3 separate regions of the Sus scrofa genome follow, and regions 2 and 3 are each linked to region 1. Evidence: chromatin contacts called from public promoter capture Hi-C and targeted proximity ligation data. All regions are on one chromosome and are shown on one strand. The core of a region is the stretch at or near the end of the contact, and the rest is flanking DNA. Distances in the headings are between cores, read along the strand shown.

Region 1 (4,509 bases), core at 828-3,327:
CCACAGCTCACGGCAACACCAGATCCTTAACCCACTGAGTGAGGCCAGGGATCAAACCCACGTCCTCATGGATACTAGCTGGGTTCATTTCTGCTGCACCACAACAGGAACTCCCATATCACTCTTCTTAATTTGCAATGGTTCGTCAGTGCTCAAATGTGCGTTTTTATGTTGTAATAGCCGGTACTGCCGTTTCTACTGCTTGGAAAGGACACCAGAGACATCTCCCATGTGGGACCTTGGCATCTGATGGAATGCTGCCTTATCACCTGTGTTTTCCTTATGGTCACCAGACTGTGTCCTGCAGGAGTTCAAGCCTGTGGGCCCCAAGCTGTATACAAAATGGTGCAGCATGTAACTGTGCAGTAGTTAGAATGCAGGTGTCACATGTTAGGTCTGAGTGACAAGCCTGTGACTGACTGACCCTGAAGCAGTCTGAGTAGAATGTAGTTCATCTGTGCCAGGGCAGGCCAGCCCCTCAGTGCCCGGCCTCTCTCCCCAGAGCCACAACTACACCCAGTGAGTCCCACAGAAGAACCGCTCACTGGCCTTCCCCTGGCCTGGGCTATTTCCATGCACGGCCTAACATCTGCCAGTGGAATTGCCTCTTCTCCTGTCCTCTCCAAATTCCCATGCCAAAGCCCTAATCCCTAGTGTAATGGTGTTTGGAAGCAGGGGTGCTGGGAGCTCGCTAGGTTTGATGAGGTCCTGAGGATACCTCCCCCTCCCATGATGGGGTTAGTGCCCTTATAAGAAGAGACCAGAGCCCCTCTCTCTGCCCCAGAGGGACATGGGAAGAAGATGGCTCTGGGCAAGGGCGGGAGGGAGCCCTGATAAGGATCCCAGCTTTGCCAGCACTGGGTCTTGGCCTTCTTGGTCTCCAGAACTGTGAGAAAGAAGCTCCTGCTGTTTTAACTACCCAGCCAGCAGCGCTCTGCCATAGCAGCTCCGCCAGACCAAGGCTTGCTCCAACACCCATGCCGCAAATCATCTGCAGACGGCCCACGTCCTCCTGGGGTCTCGGTGGGAGGCGCTACTGAGTTTACTTTTGTTTTGACTCCTATCTGGGGACACTTGGTTGTCTATGTAAGGTTCTCATTTTGAAGAAAGTAACTCACCCTTAATTTCATTCCCTAAAATAGAAAATTCATTTTTTTTAGGGCCGCACCTGTGGCATATTTGGAAGTTTCTAGGCCAGGGGTCAAATCAGAGCCACAGCTGCCGGCCTACGCCACAGCAGCCACAGCAGTGAGGGATCCGAGCCACATCTGTGACCTACACTGCAGTTCACAGCAACGCCAGATCCTTAACCTACTGAGTGAGGCCAGGGATGGAACACACATCCTTAAAGAGACAACACCAGGTCCTTAACTCACTAGTCACAATGGGAACTCCTGAAAATTCCTCTTTAACTAAACAAAACTGCACATAACAGAGCTGACATTTTCTACCATTTTTAACGCCTGCATGTTCTACTTATGCAGTTGACTAAGTCACTCCCTACTGTTGCGCCAAGTTTTCTGATCCAAACATTTTTATTCCGGCCACTTTTCCCCCAACTTTTAGGTTTTTCCTCAGAGGAAAGTTTCTGGCTAAAGCACCGGAGTTATTTTATGGCTCTTCTCTGAAGCCACATGGTTTCACAAAAGCCTGAAGTCTACACACATGGCACCAGCCATGCAGGAAGGAGCCCACTCCATCCCACCCCCACCCATCCTAGGTCTTGCCTTTTCTCTTTAGTTAACTCGTCTATTGGTCTATTCAGTACCTATAGGCCCTGAGCTTTATTTCACTGTTCATTTCTTCCCAGGCAGACAGAGTTCTGTTATGATGCAGACACTGCAGGCTATCAGTCTGCTAACAATCACAAATCTCTGCCTGAAGCCTCAAGCTTTCAACTCTGACACAGCACTGTCCCCTCTCTCAAATCCCCAAGTGATTCCTTTTAAATTAGTGATCCTTCGAGGATGGGGACAAAGGGTGCAAAAGGCAAAGCAAACAAAGGAACTGATAAGCAGGAAGCGTGTCCTCTGCCACCTGGGGGCCTCCTCCTGCTCAGTGTTCTTCGCAGGCCACCTAGTGGATCCGCGGGGGAAAATGCGCAGCGGGGGTGGAGAGACCCTTTCCCAGTCCCACAGGGAGGACAGCGGGGGCCCTTCAGGACAAGCGCTGGCTCCTTAACCCCGATCAGCTCGGTGTCCAGTCATTTCGCAATTCGGAGGCGGCGGGGGATGGGCCGGCCTCTTCCTGATGAGGCTGTGTGGAAACCAGAGGGGAACGAAAAATAGTCCTTACCTCTCCCAACTGCCCAAAGTTGGGGACTCAGTTAAAGGTATGAATGTCTAACATACCCCACGGAAAGCAAACCGTGAGTCCCATAAACCGAAGTGCCCCCATTACAAGTTTTTATTCACTCAGCAACAATTACTTGAATTCCCAGCGTGTGAGCCAGGCCTGTGCGAACTACAAACAGCTCCAGCCAGGACCTGTGGTCTAGACGGAGAGAAGAGACTCAGGGGTGGAAAGTTAGATAATGGGAGGGGGCAGTAAGGTGTGAGGCCACTGTGAGGTCCCTCTGCAGCAGAATCAGAGAAGCTTCCATGGGGAGGAGGAATTTTTTTTCCATGTGACTTTCTCTTGGGTTATTTAAACAAAATAATACAGACTTATAAAACTTGAAAAAACTCACCCCCCTGCCTTTCCATTCTTAGCAGGGAACCACTGCTGAAGGTTTGCTTTGTGTAGTTCCAGGAGATTTGAGAATGGTCCTTAAAGGATGAGAAGATTTGGTCCATGGGAGCGGGTGGGAGAGGGAGAAAATGGTGGGACTTTTTGGAATGGCAAGAGTTCCCTCTAGGGGCACCCAGCTTTGTTATCTCTGCCATGTATGAATTTTCTGATAGTCTGGGGTCTCTTGAGTGTCTGACAGTATTTACATTTTTTTTTTTAAGAAAAAGGGGGAAAAAACCCAACTAGTTAATCCATTCCAGATACCTGTCTTTTTTCAAATTCCCCAGATTTTTTTCTTCTTCTTTGGTTTGACCACAAAGTGAACCCAAGAGTATGAATCATAAGCCTTCACCTCGTGAATGTTTTATCCTAGGATTTGCATTCAAATCCTCAGCCAACTCAGTGTCTTCCTGCTCTCACTGGCCCTTGGAAGGAAGGGCTGCATTTATCTGTAAGTGTGTGTGTGTGTGGGGGGGTGGTGACAGAGGGCATGTCTGCTCTGCAGCAGCAGAAACTTAACTCCTCATTCAGTTACAAGCAGCTTCATTCTTTGCAGACCTCCTGGACTAGTTTCTGTGCCCCTCTTCTGGACTCACCTCTGTCAGAGGACTAGACAAGCCACAGTAAATCACTATTCATTATTGGGTTATTTGCAGCCCATAAGATCCATGAAGACTGCCTACTCCCTATGGTAGGCTCTGTGCCTAGGACCCCCAATATTTGCAGAATGAATGTATGAGTAATGACCAGGGTCTCACCATAGACACTTTCTACTTGAGATGTGGCCGCAGAGCCAAGTGCATCAGCTGCCAGCCACGTGTGATAGAGAGATGGCTCATACACAGCTGGGCATAGCCCCCACACAGGAAGTCTGACCCAGCCTCCTTTGTGGGTTACCCCAGCTCACTCATCCCAGGGAAGAATTAGAAACTTTCCAGGCTCTGCATGACACACACTCTCCAGGACCCTTTCCCAGCCACCACGGTCAGAAGGGCCCCACAGTCAGGGTGTGCCAGAGAGTCCTCAAGGGCATACCTCCTGGGTGGCGTCACCCTGTGGCACATGCTTGCTTCTCTTCCCCACTCTGGGCCTTCAAAGGGAGAGAGCCTGCTGGACAGCCCAGCATCCATGTCCAACCAGACCCCCTTACCACTTGATCTCTTGGTCAAGTCTTTTCCTGACTCTTTTCCTTAACTCTTTAGTTCCTTGATGCCTGCTCAGCCTCCATGTTACCAGGAGCTTCTACTGAAACGACCGCTCAAACAATCCTAGAGACTTAATACAGTAAGGGCTGATTTCTTGCTCGTGCTGGCTTGGTGGAGGATCTCTGCTTACTACCATCATTAAGGGACCCAGGTTGGTGGAGGTCCCTCCTCCACACATCATCCTATGATCACTGTGGGGTGAAGAAGATGACACAGTGAATTACACACACGCTCCCAAAGCTTCTGGTTGTAGTTCATTGACAAGAGCCATGCCTCATTCCATGAAATACAGTCTGGCCATCACCGGAAGAAGAGCACAACTGGAGTATCTGCCAGTCTTTGGAGAATGACTCCCAGACTCTCCTTTTCCTGACAGTGTGGTTGGATTTGTTCGTCAGCCAGGCTGACCTTGGCTCTCCGGCCTGGCTCTCAGCTTTGCTTACTCCTGCTGCTGTCATCCACCCACAGTTGCAGGGGAATAAATCTTTCTGGCGAGGAAACCGGACCACTACTTCCTGCTAGAGGAAGGAACTGATCATCATTCATGTGGGATCAGAGTTGTATTATTAAACAA
Region 2 (4,509 bases), core at 640-3,139, 230 kb before region 1:
AAGCCAGCCATTGTATACACATAGTGCATCTTCTTTCATCCATTCAAACACCTGTCAGTGGATACATACAATGGAATATTACCCAGCCATAAAGAGAATGAAATCATGCCATTTGAAGCAATGTGAATGGACCCAGAAATTATCATACTAAGTAAGTCAGAGAAAGACAAATACCATATGATGCAAACGAACTTATTTACAAGACAAATATATTTACAGACATAGAAAACAAACCTATGGTTACCAAAGAGGTGGGGAGCATAAACTGGAATTTATAATTGATAAATACACACTACTGTATATAAAGTAGATAACCAACAAGGACCTACTGCATAGCACAGGGAACTATACTCAATGTCTTCTAGTAACCTACAATACAAAAGACAAAAAAAAAAAAAAAATAATAATAATAACCAACAATGGAAACAAACCTGGAAAATAGGTATAGATATGTGCATACACACACACACACACACACATATATGCATAACTGAAACACTGCTGTACACCTGAAACTAACACAACACTGTAAATCAACTATATATATATATATATATATTCAAACACTGACAGGTGTTTGAATGGATGAAAGAAGATGCACTATGTGTTTTTTTTTTTGCTTTTTAGGGCCCCACCTGCAGCATACGAAAGTTCCCAGGCTAGGAGTCTAATCAGAGCTGCAGCTGCCGGCCTATCCCACAGCCACAGCAACGCAAGATCTGAGCCAAGTCTGTGACCTACACCACAGCTCACAGCAATGCCGGATCCTTAACCCATTGAGTGAGGCCAAGGATCAAACCCACATCCTCATGGATACTAGATGTTTTTAAAAAGAGATAAGATAACCAACTGTATTGCACAAACCTCCAGCAATCTATGACTGGAAAAAATGATGGTAAAAATATTCCTGGCACGGTAGAGGCTATCTGAACCGGACAGCATAGGTGACAGAAACCAATTCCCAGAAACCAATCTTACTCAAAGAGCTTATGGACCCCAAGGTAAGAATTACCAATCGAGCTAATTCACTTATTTTACCTTCTAGAGTAGTAATAAAAATAATGGGACACCCCCAATTCCAAGAGGCAAACTATTAGTCCCTTATGTGTAATGGGGACAGTACAAGTCTGACATTAAGATACAAGGACTGAAATGAAGGGGCTATTAAGAATGGAAACAACTAACTCAAGTATCCTTCAAAAGCATCACACCACACCCACCCACCCACCCACACACATGTGAGCATACAATACACGTCCATGTGGGGAGACCTGAATAAGCTCTGTGGGCTGCAGCAGTGCCATCTGTGCCCATGCCCACCCTGGCTCTAAGCCACACAGGCAGACCCTGGGGAGTGGTGCAGCCGAATCTGCTAAAATCTAACGTCCAAGTCCACGTCAAAGCCTTAGCTTGCTCTGTTTTGTGCACAACTTAAGTTATGACACTGCACTCTAGTTACACAAGATGTGACCACTGGGGGACTGGGTGTGGGTACATGAGGCACCCTGTACACTTTTCTGCGAATTCCTGTGAATCTATAATCATCTTGAAAACAAAACAGAGATCCCATGTCATGTCAGGTTTCAACATGTCCTTAAACCCTTCCCACAACCAATCAGATAAGTGACACGCTTTCTTTAAAAAGAACCCTTCAAAACCCTGAAGATAATCAAAGCCTAAAATAGTTCCAGCCCAAGAAGAAACAGAGACATGAGTACACCTGGAGCAAACGGCCGCCTCCCTTCCAGACTCCTCAGTCTCCCAGACGGCCCCTGTCACCTCACTCCAGGGCGCGCTGTAAGTTTCCAGTCTGCTCTGTCTTCCAGGGTCACACCATCAAGCAAAGCAGGTGAAGTGGACCCAGGGCAGCCAGCCTAGAGCACATTCATTCAGGGCTGCCAACAGCTGACAGCTGGGAGAAGGCCCGCCCGCCACCTCCCTCCCACACCTGCTACTCCTCTGGCCTGTGTCTGAGGAATAACCGGCAGCCTGGAAAACACCTCTCAATTTCATGTGAGCAGTAGGCTCCAGTGGCAGGACGAGTATTAGATGCTCCTTAGGATGCAGCAGCATCCGCACCTACAGCTCCTGAGATTAACCTGAGTGATGTCAGAAGCCACTCGCAGTCCCGCTCTCATCCTCAGAACCCTCCCCAACTTCCCCTCCTGCTGGATCCGAAACCAGAAACGTAAGTTGGAGAGTCTTACTCCCGCTCCCAGGTCCCACCCAGGCCAACGCCTGTAACTTTACAAGAGCTGAGCCCCTCAAGGTGGCAGCGGCCCTTCTCTTCATCCACAACTACTCTCGCGTGGGGTGGGGTGCCCCCACCCACAGCGCAGAGGTTGCTCTGCAAGAGAACAGTGCTCGAGGAACATTGCTGAGAGGCCAACATGGGAAACGGCTGAATGGGTTTGTATCTGCTCTGGAGACTCACCATCTGGTTTTCATTTTACCTAAACACACGGGGTTTTGCATAGTTATTTTTAAAGGAGTCTTGAAAACGCATCTGTCCAACACTGCCTGATTTTTTAGGCAAGGAAATGCCTTTTGTACACAACTCATCCAAAGCGTCTCACCAAAAAGTCACGAAAAGGAGCCATGTTTTACAGCTCTGCTCACAGAGGTGGTGGAGAGGAAACGCGCCAGAGCGCCAGCAAGGACTGCTTAAACGAGGCAGGGACTCGGGGGTAACTCGCTGTCTGGCCTTCCTCTAGTCTGCACTCTCCTTTAAACACGACCCCTCGCTGCCTGGTGCAAAGCCGGCTGAGAGAAGGTGTCCATGGGAGCAGACAAGCTCACTAAGGTGTCCGTGGAGAGGTCGCAACAGGTCAGCTAGGAAGCCAGCAAAGAACCCCAAGTGTCAGGACAGACAGCAAATACCTCACAGACTCGCAAAGATGACATTTTGAGTGGGACGAGTCTGTGTGGCTGCCAAGGAGGAGGGGGCGGGACTGGGAGTTTGGGGGTAAACTATGACATTTAGAGTGCATCAACAATGAAAGTCCTGCTGTACAGCACAGGGAACTATATCCAATCTCTTGGGACAGACCATGATGGAAGACAATAAATAAAGAATATGTGTGTGTGTGTGTGTGTGTACCACTTTGAGGTACAGCAGAAATTGGTACAACATTGTAAACCAAATATGTTAATTTTTTAATTAAAAAATTTTAAATTTAAAAAAAAATGTAACAAGCCTGACAGTACCCAAGTCAGGAAGTGTGCTAGTGACAAGGACAAAGGCCCCTGTGGCTCCAGCAGCAACCTGCAGGAAGGGCCACGGACCACACCGCATGAACAACCGGCTGCGGTACTGGAACCAGAGTAAAGCAGCATCTGCAGTTCCCTCAGCCCTCTGTGAAGTCATCTTAAAATCAGCATGTCACTGGAAAGACGCCCACTTCCCAAAGAGCTGGAGATCAAGACAGGGTGGCCCGAACACAACAGCGCCATCCTGGACAGTCCAAGAACCTTCTGACCAGCAAGGCCTTGGTGCTTTTCCTTTTTTTCTTCCTCCACCTGCAGCATGCACAAGTTCCCAGGCCAGGGATCAAATGCATGCCACAGCAATGACAACACCAGATCCTCAGCTGCCACCAGGGAATGACCGCAATGCTGCTTTTTCAGTATAAAAAGTGACAAGGAAAAGAGATCAGTCACCCTATAAAATGTTCCATCTTCGAAACATGTATAAAGTTCTATCAGTTGTCCCCTGGTCCAGCGACAAAGTTTTCTAATTCTTACTTTAAAAATAGGCATGTCACTAGAGGGGGCGGGGGCAGAGAAGCAGCACCGCCCCCATGACTCAACTGCACACCTGACATCAGCTTGGCCATTTCTCCCTTGACAGACCCCAGGCTCGGGGAGCTTATGGCTTTTTGACATCAAGCTGCCCCACGTCCCTTCTCCTGTGATGTGTGATGTAACTCTTACCTGTAACTGGACACATTAGAAGCAATCACAAGAGGATATGATAAAATTGCAGATGGAAATGATTTAAAATAAGATGGATTCGGTTCAATATAAACTAAGCCTATTTTTTCTTAAACTAAATGTGGGCGCAGGCCTCGCTGGACGTGCACACACATAGGCACACACACACTTTTCGTCAGAGTTCACGTCTCCTCTTTCCCACCTAAAGCTACACAGTAAATCCTCATGTGACCATTTTAAGAGCTATTTTTTGCTGCTAAATTTGGCCAACAATCCGCTCAGCATTCTAGCAGATGTTTCTGTTTTCAAACCTCTGGGAACTTGGCTGGATCTGTTTTCTTTCCCCATGTTAAAAATAAAAGAAATGGCCCAAATGTGGCCCTAATGGCCCAGAGAAGCTCCCCCGCCCCCATCTCCCTGTTCACGTGACCTCCGGGAGCCTTCTCCAATCTCTCCTTTTCCATTAGAGAAGATGTTTCCAATTACAACCCATTTCATTGCCAAGAATGACATCACTCAGATGTGGTTTTTTTTTTTTTTTTTTTTTTTTTTTAAAGAAAATGCTACTGATTCTTA
Region 3 (4,509 bases), core at 701-3,200, 150 kb before region 1:
ACATGCTAATTCACTAGAGATCACCTAAGAATACAGACTCAAGTTCAGGCCACAGGCCAGTACACAACCCAGGCCAGTACACAGCCCAGGCCAGGGGAAGCTAGGGCTGGGGAGAGGCCTTGGAGAAGCAGATAAGCCCTATTCACAAAGCAGAAAAGAGACAATAGGATCCACACTTAATTTGGCCTAAGAAAACGGTCTACAGTCAGCTTCCAACCCCCCCACACACACTCCCTCCCCCCCCTGTCCATTTTTAATGAGACAATGACAATTCTTCACAGCCAACCACAAAGCCCTGCTTCATAAGATATTTTTTTTCTGTCCCAATCTTGTACCCAGCTACAACACTCTAACAGGCTACAAAACACCCCCAGTGCAGATAACTTTGAGAAAGCTGTTCAGTAATAAGAAACAAATCAGGACTGGGGAGAATTTCACATTTGTTTCAAATTCTCAAGGCTTCCCCCTCAATTACCTACAGCTAACCCTCATTTCCAGAACAGCAGGGCTAGTCATATCTGGTGTCCAGGAAGTCTTCAGATTTGTTAGTTTCATTTACTGTTGGGGGCAAGTGGGGGGAGGGGGTGCTGTTAGAGAAAGACCTGGGGTGGGTGTGAAATCTGGGCATCCTCTTTGCTCAGAGGCTCTGCCTCTTTTCTGTTTCAATTACACACCTGTCAAACAGGTTATTCCTGGAATTTAGAGTGCATAATCCTCACACTGTAATTCTTCCTGCTCCTATTGCCCAAACACACATCCCTCCTGACTCCCCAAAACATGTACCCGTCAGTAGAATGTATGGTAGTTATGGAGTACTCCCAGGTAACACCACCAAACTCTGCTCCTCATTGAGCGCCTGGCCAGGATTCAAACGAGGAAACACGAAGACGATTCTCAAGGAGGCCAAAGCAGTGGTTTAGGATAATCACAGGCGAGGCCTGCCTATCCAGAATTTTAATTAACACACAAACTCAGAAGGCCAGATTTGGGAGAGACAGGGGGGAAAAAAAAATGTAGATTGATGCAAAAATGCTTTCCCATTTCCTTGAAAAAAAAAAAAGAAAAAGAAAAAAAAAAAAAGGTGCATGCCTAAGAGTGGAGCTTATTTCCTTATCTGAGAGCCAAGAAATGAGGTCTTTTAAGGCCAGTCTGAATATAAACTCTGCTGAAAACAGCGGGACGGCGAGGCCGGACCCCTCTTCCAACTTCGGCTGAGCCTCCGGGCGGCGGCGTGTCCAATCACCCTCCCCGTCGTCCCCGGATCAGAAGTTTCAACCCGTCCCCGGGAAACAAAGGAGGCGCCTGCACCGACCTTATAGACTTGTCCATAGGTGCCATTTCCCACCACTTCCACCAGCTCGAAAATCCCAGCCGGATCCTAAGGAAGAGAGGAGGATGGGTGAGCGTTGGAAAGCAGCACAACAATGAATAAAAGAAGCGGGGCAGCGGGAGAGAAAGGGCGGTGACCGAGGAGGTGGGCTTCGCCCGGCGCGAGGTGGCCGGCAACTGGGGGCCGCGATAGGGGCCCGGGGCGCGCGGGGTCGGGGTCCGGGCGGCGGCGCAGGCGGAGGGTCACGCCCCGGACCCCGCACACGCCGACTCGGGCAGACAAAGGGGCCGCCGCGCCCGCGGATCTGCCCACGGCGGCGCCCGAGCGCCCGGCCGGCCAGGGCGCGGCCCCGCTCCCGGCTCCCAGCGCCCCGCTCCCGGTCCCCCGGCCCCGCGGCGGCCACTCACCCGAAGGGAGGACAGGTCTATGTCCACCAGACTTTTCGCGGGGGAATCGTTCGCCATTTTCCCTTCTCGTCACCCCCAAATCGACCACAATCAATTCGTCTCTGGTGTGTCTCTCGGAGTCGCAGGCCCGGCCGGGTGGCGCGGGCCCGCGGGCGCGGCCGGGGGCGGCAGGCGGGAGCAAGCTCGGGCGCCGGGCGGCGGGCGGCGGCGGCGCTCACTCCATGGCCGGGGCGGCCGGCAGGCCCCCGGGCGTCGCCCGCGCCTCAGGCCCCGGCCCCGCGCCCCGCCGCGCGCCTGCACGAGCGGCCCGGAGCAGGGGCCGCGGCGCCGCCGAGAGTGGAGCCCGGAGCGCGAGGCCGCCAGACAAAGATGACCAGGAGGCGGAGGCGGAGGCGGGCGCGAGGCGGGGGGCGGGGGGCGGTGGCGGCGGGGAGGAGGAGAAACGGGACACCGAAAAGAGATTCTGAGGAGAGCCAACAGCTCCCCCTTTCCTCCTCCGGCAGGAAAAGCGGGCGGAAGCGCGCTCGCGCCTGGAGCCGGGCCGGGGGGGGGGGTCCGCGGCGCGGCGTGAATATTCAACAGGGGTGGGGCCCGGACAAAGGCCGCGCGGGAGCCGGGGTCTCGGGGCGGCGCGGGGGAGGGGGAGCACGCCCTTCCAGCACCCGCGACAAAGGCAAAGCGACCCGGACCCCCGGGCGCAGGGCCGGCCGACTCCTCCCTCCCGGAGCCCCGCCCCGCCGCGCCCGGCTCCGCCGCGATCCCCGCGGAGGAGGGTCCTCCAGGCGCCCTCGCCCCCGCTCTTCCCATCCCCTCCCCCACCCCCGGGTTCTAGTCGCTTAAGACCCTCATTTCCGGTTTCCCTACCTGGTTTCCTTGTCCTTTCTCTCCTTTTCCAGGCTACACCGAGGACCTGGTTAGGTTCGGGATTCACGGAGCATCATTTGTTTTGGCTGCCCGGTCCGGAGACTTTCGCTGGAAACTGAATCTCAAACAGCTCCTCTAATTGCCTTGTGTTGAGTACCTCGCTCAGTAAAGGTGAGCACCGTATTGGGAGCCAGAAGTGTTAACCCAAGTTTAGTGCCTAGAGATCACTGAGGATCCATCAAAGCTGGCTGCTTCCGGCAGCTTTGGCAGCCAGGCAGCAGTTAGGCAGTTTCATCCTATTAAACAAGAATATATGGTCTGCCCAACGGTCATTTGTGTCACATCACTCCACTGACAAAAACTTTCCGTGGCTTCCTATTACCTGCCAGACTGTGAATACAAGTTCTCAAACGTGAGCGCACCTTTGGAAAAACACTGACCGCCGACCCCACCTCCGGAGTCTGCAACGGATCACACTTTGAGAACTGGAGCCGCACTGGATGAAAACCCAAGGCCCTTCCAGAAAGGCTTCACAAACACGACCATCATTATCTACCAGTTCTTGGTTTACATGTAGTATCAATTTAATCTCTCCTTTAGCCCTAGGATGATGTTATCCTCATTTTAGAGAAGAGGAAACTCAAGTACTGAAAGAGAAGGAATTTTTCTAAATTCCTTAAAGGCATTTAAGCCTGGAAGTGGCACGGGGATTCTCACTAGCCTATCCCCAAAATCCAAATCTCTGACTCAGCCAAATTAGTCTTCTACCCAGAATGTTTAGCACTCTCCTGCCTCCCAACAGTTTGGTTTCCAAGATTTTCCACTATTGAGAATTTCTCAACAGGCTAAAATATCTTCAGGGAGTCCTAGAATCCATTGGTTAGGAAAATCGTAGTAGCCAAAGTCTCCCTATGAATTTAGTAGTGCTTTTAAATTATGTTGTTTTTTAATCTACCAACAGCAATGGAATTATCTATGAGTATAAATAATTTACACAGAGTTGGACTGGTGCACATATGACCTTTCAGACCATAGTACTAGTAATAAGATTTTAGGAGTTCCCACTGTGGCACAGTGGGTTAAGTATCCAGCTGCAGCAGCTCCGGTCACTGTGGAGGTGCAGGTTGGATTCTTGGCTCCACTGGGTTAAAGGATCCAGCGGCATTGCCGCAGCTGTAGCTTAGGTCAGAGCTGCAGCTCAGATTCAATCCCTGGCCTGGGAATTTCCATATGCCATGGGTTGGGCTATAAAAATAATAATAATAATTTAGTCGTATTTACTATTAATAATAGGTAACACATATGGGGTCCAAACAATGTGCTAAATCCTTTACATATACTATTTGATTATTCTTCACATTAGTCCCAAATGGTAGATACTCTTACTTTTCCCACTTTACACATTAGGAAACCAGCGTCCAAAGAAATCAATTGACTTGCTTAGTATTCACAGCTGAACCTAATGCAGAAACATACAGGCCCCCCAAGCCAGCCTCTGTCCATGGGTTCAAGACTCAATCCTAACCTCATGACACTGAGGCCCACCTCACACCACGCCCTTTGCCTAACCAAGTTCTCTTCATCACCTCAAGATCAATTCAGAAACCATCTCTTCCTTTTTCTTTTTTTCTTTTCGGTCATGCCCACACGGACATTCCAGGACCAGGAACTGAACCCTCTCCACAGAAGTAACCAGCGCCCCTTCAGTGAAAACACTGGATCCTTAACCCACTGCACCACCAGGGAACTCCAGAAACCATCTCTACAAGCTTTCTCTAAATCTCTCTCCCAAGCTGCTGTTTCCCATATCACCATTGTGATGGTTATTTCCCACTTTCAGTTCAGTACCTTTTCTTAAGTTCTTGCCCCAGTGCAAGGCACTGACTTAGCCACTGCCCAAGATATAGG

Evidence for each region. Promoter capture Hi-C pulls out the DNA fragments that hold promoters and counts their contacts.
Region 2: a contact with region 1 is called in a targeted proximity ligation map of skeletal muscle, with 6 times the contacts expected there. A contact is called at or near these places in 9 of 47 Hi-C or Micro-C datasets (embryonic fibroblasts, epiblast stem cells, fetal heart ventricle and 3 more) and 2 of 2 datasets of targeted methods (alveolar macrophages and skeletal muscle).
Region 3: a promoter capture Hi-C map of liver shows a contact between it and region 1, with 4 times the contacts expected there. A contact is called at or near these places in 4 of 5 promoter capture datasets (fetal liver, fetal skeletal muscle and liver), 15 of 47 Hi-C or Micro-C datasets (alveolar macrophages, embryonic fibroblasts, fetal heart ventricle and 8 more) and 2 of 2 datasets of targeted methods (alveolar macrophages and skeletal muscle).

The regions. Positions count from the first base shown.
Region 1 is chr3:52,796,519-52,801,027 of Sscrofa11.1, forward strand. No RefSeq gene overlaps it. Among named protein-coding and RNA genes, the nearest start is that of RFX8, 42 kb to the right of the region's middle.
Region 2 is chr3:52,567,337-52,571,845 of Sscrofa11.1, forward strand. The region is part of intron 3 of MAP4K4 (mitogen-activated protein kinase kinase kinase kinase 4); the gene reads right to left. Among named protein-coding and RNA genes, the nearest start is that of MAP4K4, 80 kb to the right of the region's middle.
Region 3 is chr3:52,647,530-52,652,038 of Sscrofa11.1, forward strand. It overlaps MAP4K4 (mitogen-activated protein kinase kinase kinase kinase 4), which reads right to left and starts at 1,951. Exons shown (of 29, transcript XM_021087163.1): 1 at 1,738-1,951; 2 at 1,313-1,378. The coding sequence starts at 1,794. LOC106509759 (a long non-coding RNA gene) reads left to right here and starts at 1,116. Exons shown (of 3, transcript XR_001307587.2): 1 at 1,116-1,399; 2 at 2,634-2,772; 3 at 4,262-4,440.